2 separate regions of the Mus musculus genome follow, and region 1 is linked to region 2. The links are chromatin contacts, called in public HiChIP or PLAC-seq maps. All regions are on one chromosome and are shown on one strand. Each heading gives the region's core, a stretch centred on a gene start, on an enhancer-like site or on the middle of the called end of the contact. The rest is flanking DNA. Distances are from core to core; before and after follow the strand shown. Region 1 has its middle 240 kb from the start of Gm42341. Region 2 has its middle 55 kb from the start of Gm42341.

Region 1 (3,747 bases), core at 986-3,485, 190 kb before region 2:
TATATATCCTTAATATATCCTTGATATATATATATATATATATATATATATATATGTGTGTGTGTGTGTGTGTGTGTGTGTGTGTGTATCTTTGATATATATATCCCTGATATACACACATATCCCTGATATTTAGCATATATATATATATCATATTCCTGATATATAGATCCCTGATATATTTGTATGCCTACCTTTGAGATATATACATATGTGTATACATATGTGTATATATATATATCTCAAAGGTATATGTATATGTGTGTGTGTGTGTGTATGTGTGTGTATCCCCAACACACACATACACACACTCATAGACAGACAAGCTGAGTTCTCCATGAAGAGCAAGTCAGTAAGTAGTATTTATCTATGGTTACTCTTGAAGTTTCTACTTCCAGGTTCCTACCTTGACTTCCCTTCATAATGGACTACAAACTGTCAGCTATAATAAACCCTTTCCCTCTAAGTTGTTATTGTTGTTGTTGTTGTTATTATCATGGTGTTTATCACAGCATAAAAGCAAACAGAAACAAAAACATTGGACATGACTTCTGCAAACTCTTTAGGAGTCTATGTACACTTCAGCACCTTCTGTTTACCTTCCAAAATTCAGGCAGAATATGTATAACATTCTTTCCAGAACTTCCAGCTGACGGAGGCGCCCACCTGCTCATCACACACCTCTGGTTCCAGGTGGAGTGCACCTTTCCTGGGTAGACACCTGTGGTCTTCAACACCTGTATGTGTGGCTTTATGACCCGCTGTTCCTCCCATCCCTCTGCAATGTGGTTATGTTGGACCATGTGACACTCACTGTGGCCCTTGGGGCCCTGGGAATGCAGTCTTGGAAGTGATAGAGACCCTTCACAGCTGCTAATATAAGAATGAGTTTGTGCATTGTTCTCTAAGAAAGGAATCTGCACATTCACTATGGTTTGTTCTGAGGGAACCTGAGCACAACCAGGAAGCAGAAGGGTGTGAATGCTGACTTTATGTAGTCTAGGACCTAAGGCCAGGGATAATGCCACCCTTCTTTAGGGGAGTGCTTCCTCACAGTCCCTCACAAGCACACCCAGAAGCTAACCTCATCAGAACAATCCCTCACAGGTTTGCCTGAAGGCTTGCCTCCTGTCAAGTTGACAGCCAACACAAACAGTCACAGGAGGACACAGGAGTAATACGAGGTGGCCTTGGTGTTCTGGAACCCTTGCCCTTTGACACAGAGAGATGAGACCATCAGGGAAAAGAGCAAGACCATAAATCTAAGAGACAAGACAGACCATGTGATCGGAAGGTCAAGGCTAACCATTGGACTGGCTGACTGCCTGTGTTTGCCCTCCTGCTAGAATCCTCTGGCTGAAGAATGGAGGAAGACCGACCCTTAGGATGCTAACCCACCGTCTTCTTAGACTGCTGGCTTTCTGGATAAGACAGAGTTTAAAGATTCAGTTCCTGGTTTTTAATTCAGGTGGCTCAGACCCAGCTATAACGCTTCATGAACTGTCTTCCTCGCCCCATCCCCTGGCCACACTCTTCACACCCTTTGGGTCTTAGCTTCCCGATCACAGGGACCGAGAAGTCGTCTCATCTCCTCCAGAGCTGGAGGAGGCTGATGTGGCTGGCCAGCCAGTCTAGCCTAAGAGAGACTCTGCTGGGGGAACTAAGGTGGAGTGTGATCAGGGAGGGTACCGGCATCCTACTCTAGTTTTCCTAGACACAAGTACTACAATACAGAACAAATAATGGAAGGCAGATCTCTTCTACTGAATTACAAGATCTTGAAGGATGGGCTGCATGCTTTTCACCTGTCCCCTGAGCTTCAGCAAGTGTCTGGCATGGAACAGACATGCAGGAGTGTTGTTCACTGGAACCAGTTTTAAGGTGCTCCATTGCTCCACAGACAACAGTGCCTGCATCTCCCTCCCAGGAGGCAGGTCGGGATCATACTTTGGATGCTGCGGCGAATAGACTCAGACTGTTTCCAAACAGTGATCTTCCCATTTTCCAAAATGTTCTATCTCCCAGGAGTTGGAACTGAACTCCATTTGTGCCATGTCATCTCACACAACCGCCCCCCCCCTCCCCAAGTGACCTGTTATCTTTAGAACGTGCTGTAAGCCACGTGGACCTTTCCATTCGTTTCATTTTAGAAACACAGCCAAGCACATACATCTCATTTTAGATGGATCCTGGCAAGCTGACTTCCTGTTCCCATTCAATCAATCATCCCCCATCTTTGGCAGGAAGGAGAGCATGCAGTTTCACACGTGCCAACCCCAACATATTTCTAATTCCATCATGGCTGGGTGGGTGCCTCCTCTGCCGTAGGATTTTAAGATGCTTAAAAAAAAATGTGTGTGTAAGAGTATTTCACAGCCAGATCTAGGAACTCACAGACTGGGTGGTGACAGAAATAAGGCCAGAGTTCTCTGTGGTAGAAGGAAAGAGGCCACACTACCAGAAAGTGTTGCCAAAGCTTAAAGCACTGGGGTGCTGGGTACCAAGGTGTTAGTGGTAACTTAAGAGTAAAATGGACCGAAGTGGCTCACAGTGAAAACAAGAAGAAGGACTAGGTGCTCCTAAATATATTCCAGGGACCAAGAGAGCTCGAGAAAGGGTGAGCTGACAGCCTTTGGTATTGGTAAGGGTCCACTTAGTCATTTCAAAACCTTAAGGCACTGTGACAGCCAGTTTTCCTTGTGATGTTGCAATGATCACTGGTAAGTATACATTCATGTCTTGAGGGCCTTGATGTGTATCCAAGCTGTGTGCCTGAGCACACATGTGTTTAATCTTGTCTCCTGTCAGTTCCTTAGTAATTCTGAGGTCTCTGTAGATGGTCCCCTGCCTTCATAACTTAACTCCACCCCTTGTCATTAGTCCTTTACTGAAATCAATAGCATCCTTCCTGAGAAGCCGAGAGGGACTATGACCTTTGGTTTATTTCTTCAAGCTCTGATTTATCGTTTCCCCATTTCTTCTTAGAACAGACTAAGAACTCCCCTTTTCTGCCTGGGCTGTCCAGCAGGGAGCAGGAAGTACGGACTCTAAGGCATAGCTGCGATTGGAAGGCAGTGGGCAGAGACTCAACTCTGCAGTGCTAGCTTCTCCTCCAGGACCTGCTTCTCAGATGCTGTTCCTTATTAAAAAAGGATTCAAGCACAGAATAGCCTCTGTGTTAAGATTGTATTTAAGAGTCACTTCATTATTTATGTGAATGGTAGCTTCAGAAGTATGTTGCACGAGCAAGAAGCATTCCCCCCTCCTTCGCTTAACCTATGTTAATCTCCTTTTTTTTCACAGTCCAATTTGCTCCCCTTCTGTTCTGTTCTCAGCTGGCTCCTGGTGCTTCACTACAGATACCAAACTAGTAGAGCAATAATCTGTTATTATTAATAAGTGGCTCCGTGGGCAAGATGCAAGCAAATCGTATTCATTGCATCTGTAGTACTATGCAAATTCACTGGTTTTGGAAACTGCATTCATCAGCAGGGTGGCTTTTGTGTATCTGCTAGGCCTCTAGCTCCCTGCAGCAGCTACATGTTTCTTGTCACGTGTGAAGTCCAGTCTTCCAGAGCTCAGATATGACTTCTAGGTATGTGTTTAACCTGTCTCTGAGCTGGGGTGATGGCTCATTTGGTAAAATGTCATGCAAGCAAGAGCACCTGAGTTTGGATCCCAGCACCCATGTAGAAAAGATGGTGCATACCTATAATCCCAGCATTGGAGATGCTAGAGACAGGAGGA
Region 2 (3,528 bases), core at 162-2,661:
GTATGCAAATGAAGCATCTTTCAACACCCCTGTCCTGAAAAATTGTGCACAACTACACAAACCATGCCCCAGAAACCCTGGCCACCTCCCACAGGGGCATAAGTACCTCCTTATTCACCCAATAAACTGAGCCAGTTCTTCAAGGCTGTTCCCAGGTGTGTGTTCTTTACACACACACACTCACCACTGACCAAGATCCTGCCTGCACTCATCTTCCCCCAGCTAAGCTTCCCGGCCCTCTAGTCCAGCCTGGTGAGCAATGGGCCTGGCTACCCGAAGCGAGAGAAGCAGACCAGTATGGCAGCTGGCATTAACAGGGGTGCAGCCACACCATCAGGAAGATCAGCGTTAGCCATTTTAAACCATCTGCCTCAGGGCTGGGGAGATGGCTCAGTGGATAAAGTGCTTGCCAAAGAACCTACATGAAGGTAGAAGAACTGAACAGACTCTACACAGTTGTCCTCTGATGTCTCCGTACATGCCATCATCTGAATTTCCTTCCTCCGTCTCACCTACACATGATAATAACAAATAAACTGAACTTTAAAAAAAAGCCAGATACAATAGTGTGCTCATCTGTCATCTTAGTATGCTCCTACTGGGAGGTGGAAGGCAGAGACAGGAGAATCACCAATGCAATCTGGTATATACCATAATGAACAAGGAGACTCTGGTCTCAAAACAAGATGGAAGGCAGGAGGATGAAACCCAGGGTTGTCCTCTGACCTTGACAAGCCTACACACCATGTGTGCACTTTGCCCATGTGTGTGTGTGCGCGCACTGTTGGTATCAGGATCAGCTCCAAACCCAGTGACATCACTTCTTACATTCCCAGAATCCACTTGGCTCACCTCCCACCTTTACCTGCACATGGCTACATCACTATCCAAATAAAAGGCAGACCCCTCTGACCTCTTTCTCTCCCCCATCTTCTTCTTCGCCGCCACCTTTGCCCTCTTCCCCCACAATAAACCTCTGCCACGTGGAACTGCTTTGGCCTGGTGTGGTCTGTCCAGACACTAGCCGCACTTCTAACACAATACCACATACACACACACAAACACACACACACACACACACACACACACACATCTCAAAGTCAAAGCCATCCTAGAACATACATTTTATATTAACATTGAGGAAAAATAAAGTTGAAAATAAATAAAAAGCCACAGGACAATTTTTTGTGTTGAATTTGTTACCTGGCCCATTATTCAAACAGGAGTTTATTAGGTTACAAAACACTATTCTTTGTAGAGCACCCTTCGCTTCAGGGGGTCACCTACAAGATGTGTAATTACAGACAGCTCTGGAGCAGTTGGAATCTGAAACCTGGATCTGATCACTCAGCACATGGACGAGGGCCACAGAACTTGCTGTTCGTCTTTTCAGTCCCAGCCAGCTGCACGGCCAACTTTATTTGCATGTATTTGGTCAGAAAATTGATCATTGTGTACCATAAAGACATCATTCATTTCCTATTACCATTGAACCCCAGAGCATTGCGCTCAGAACTTGCCAGGAATTTCAAATGGCAGGTGGCGAGAATATACTTTTCTAAGATTAATCATATACCCCAAATTCAGTGATTACAGCTCATTAAAGAGCAGATTTCCTGTTAATGAATGCTTAGTGCCAGGATTCAGCCCACAGAAGTTGCAGACCCAAGGGCTGGGGAGTTAGGTCAGCCAATAATGTGCTTGCCTTGCAATCATGAGGACAGGAGTTCACATACCCAGAACCTAATTATAAAAAGCTAGGTATGTGGCTATGCATAGGCATAGTGGAGTGTTCTTGTGATCTCAATGCTGGGAAGTGAAGCTTCCTGGAGCTTACCAGCCAGCCTAGCCTAGGCCAGTCTGAGCCTCCAGACCAAGGAAGGACCCTGCCTCAAAAGAAAATTAGGTAGATGACTCCTGAGGAATGGAACCCAAAGTGAACTTGCGTAACACACACACACACACACACACACACACACACACACACACTACAGACTCACAATGAAGGTGGATGGGAAATCCTCCCAAAGAGAAACTCTTAGCCAGGGGTTGCCTGGAGACCCTCACTCTTGTGCTCCTTCTAACATATTCAGAGACAACCCTTCCTTATGCTATGTATAGTTCTTGCTTTGTTCCCACTAAAGCTTTACATGGAAAAGTGATTGTGAGACTCCATGTAATTTCTGAAGCTCTGCTTACCCACTTCCTGCTCATTGCCTGCATACTTGCTAGAAGCTGTTTGAAGTGGAAACCTAAGGGTTCTTTGGAAAGTCCGTTGTGTTGGATGGTGTTTTGCTGAAGGAACGTTTCACTGAAGCAGACACAGGTGAAACGGTGTTCTGCTAAAGCAAGCACCTGATAGGACACGTGATGAAGGATGTATTGGTTCACCTTACATTGAATAGTTGAGCTGAATTTGTCAGGACTCTACAGAGAGAAATGCACTACAAAGCTTCTGGTGGTGTGCCAAGACGTTTGGCAGCTTCTGAAGACTCAGGCTGATTGGCAGAGTGATGTCAGCTGAGACAGATACACATGCTGAGGCAAGACCTGTGGAGGACACATGATGTTGGAGAGAGTATAGAAAGGACTTGATGGTTGGTGAAGAGGCTGAACTTGGCTTTCTTGCATAGCTAAATACTTGTTGGTCTCTCATCTATGCTGATCTTTGTTTCACTGTGAGAGGAACAGCCTAGAACTTTCCCTGGTGTTCTTGTTGACCCTGGTTCTTCCTGCTGACTTGAGTCGAGGCCAAGGCCTGACTGTCTCTGCCAGGTCGTGCCACTGCTGCTGATTCGTGTTTGCTATCCCAGCTCTACCAAACTGGACTGCTGGTCTACCTGTGAAGTGTTTGTGAGTGGATCTGAGCTGCCTCTGCTGACTTCTGTGGACTGAACTTTGGATTGCCTGACAACACAGATAGAATTTGTTCCTAAGAGCCATTTCTAAACAGGTCCACTTCCCCTGTATCCTTTCTTTTCCACTACCTCTGGTGGGTGGTGGGCTAGAAGGGCGGTTAAAGCATTTAAGAACCATCATTAAAAGTAGGCATTGAAAAATCAAAGTTAGAGGTGTTGGAAAAACCGTGATCTTCAAACTAAACATGGGGCGCTGGGGAGATGGCTTGGCATTAAGAGCCATTTACTGCTCTTCCAGAGGACCTGGGTTTATTTCCAGCACTGATATGATGGCTTATAACCACCTGTAACTCCAGTTTCAGGGGATCTGATACCCTCTCTAGCCTCTGTGGGTACTGTATGCATGTGGTACACATACATATATGTAGGCAAACACTCATATACAAAAAGTAAAAACAAATCTTTAAAAACAAAACATGTCACAAGGGTGTGAACTTCTCTAAATAATCCCATTCATCTACAGAAAATGGTGAGGTCTTTGACATAGTATCACCCATGTTTGAAACCTGAATTAGGATACCTTCAAACTTCCATAATGTTAGACTCCTGGCTTTTTTCCCTTCCACCAACAATCTCTGAATGGTCTTCTGGAACCATCTGAATCCCCTTG

What was found. HiChIP or PLAC-seq counts read pairs in DNA pulled down with a chosen protein or histone mark.
Region 1: a contact with region 2 is called in an H3K27ac HiChIP or PLAC-seq map of VIP interneurons, with 3 times the contacts expected there. The contact joins two enhancer-like sites. A contact is called at or near these places in 3 of 484 Hi-C or Micro-C datasets (cerebellar granule neurons, cerebral cortex and nephron progenitors) and 1 of 115 datasets of contacts at active chromatin or transcription factors (VIP interneurons).

Annotation. Positions count from the first base shown.
Region 1 is chr4:142,886,574-142,890,320 of GRCm38.p6, reverse strand. No RefSeq gene overlaps it. Among named protein-coding and RNA genes, the nearest start is that of Gm42341, 240 kb to the right of the region's middle. Within about 2 kb of position 2,235, at least 11 of the 459 cell types and tissues checked have an H3K27ac peak or open chromatin away from gene starts, as enhancers often do. A contact at or near this core is called in VIP interneurons, where this site is marked.
Region 2 is chr4:142,700,749-142,704,276 of GRCm38.p6, reverse strand. No RefSeq gene overlaps it. Among named protein-coding and RNA genes, the nearest start is that of Gm42341, 55 kb to the right of the region's middle. Within about 2 kb of position 1,411, at least 7 of the 459 cell types and tissues checked have an H3K27ac peak or open chromatin away from gene starts, as enhancers often do. A contact at or near this core is called in VIP interneurons, where this site is marked.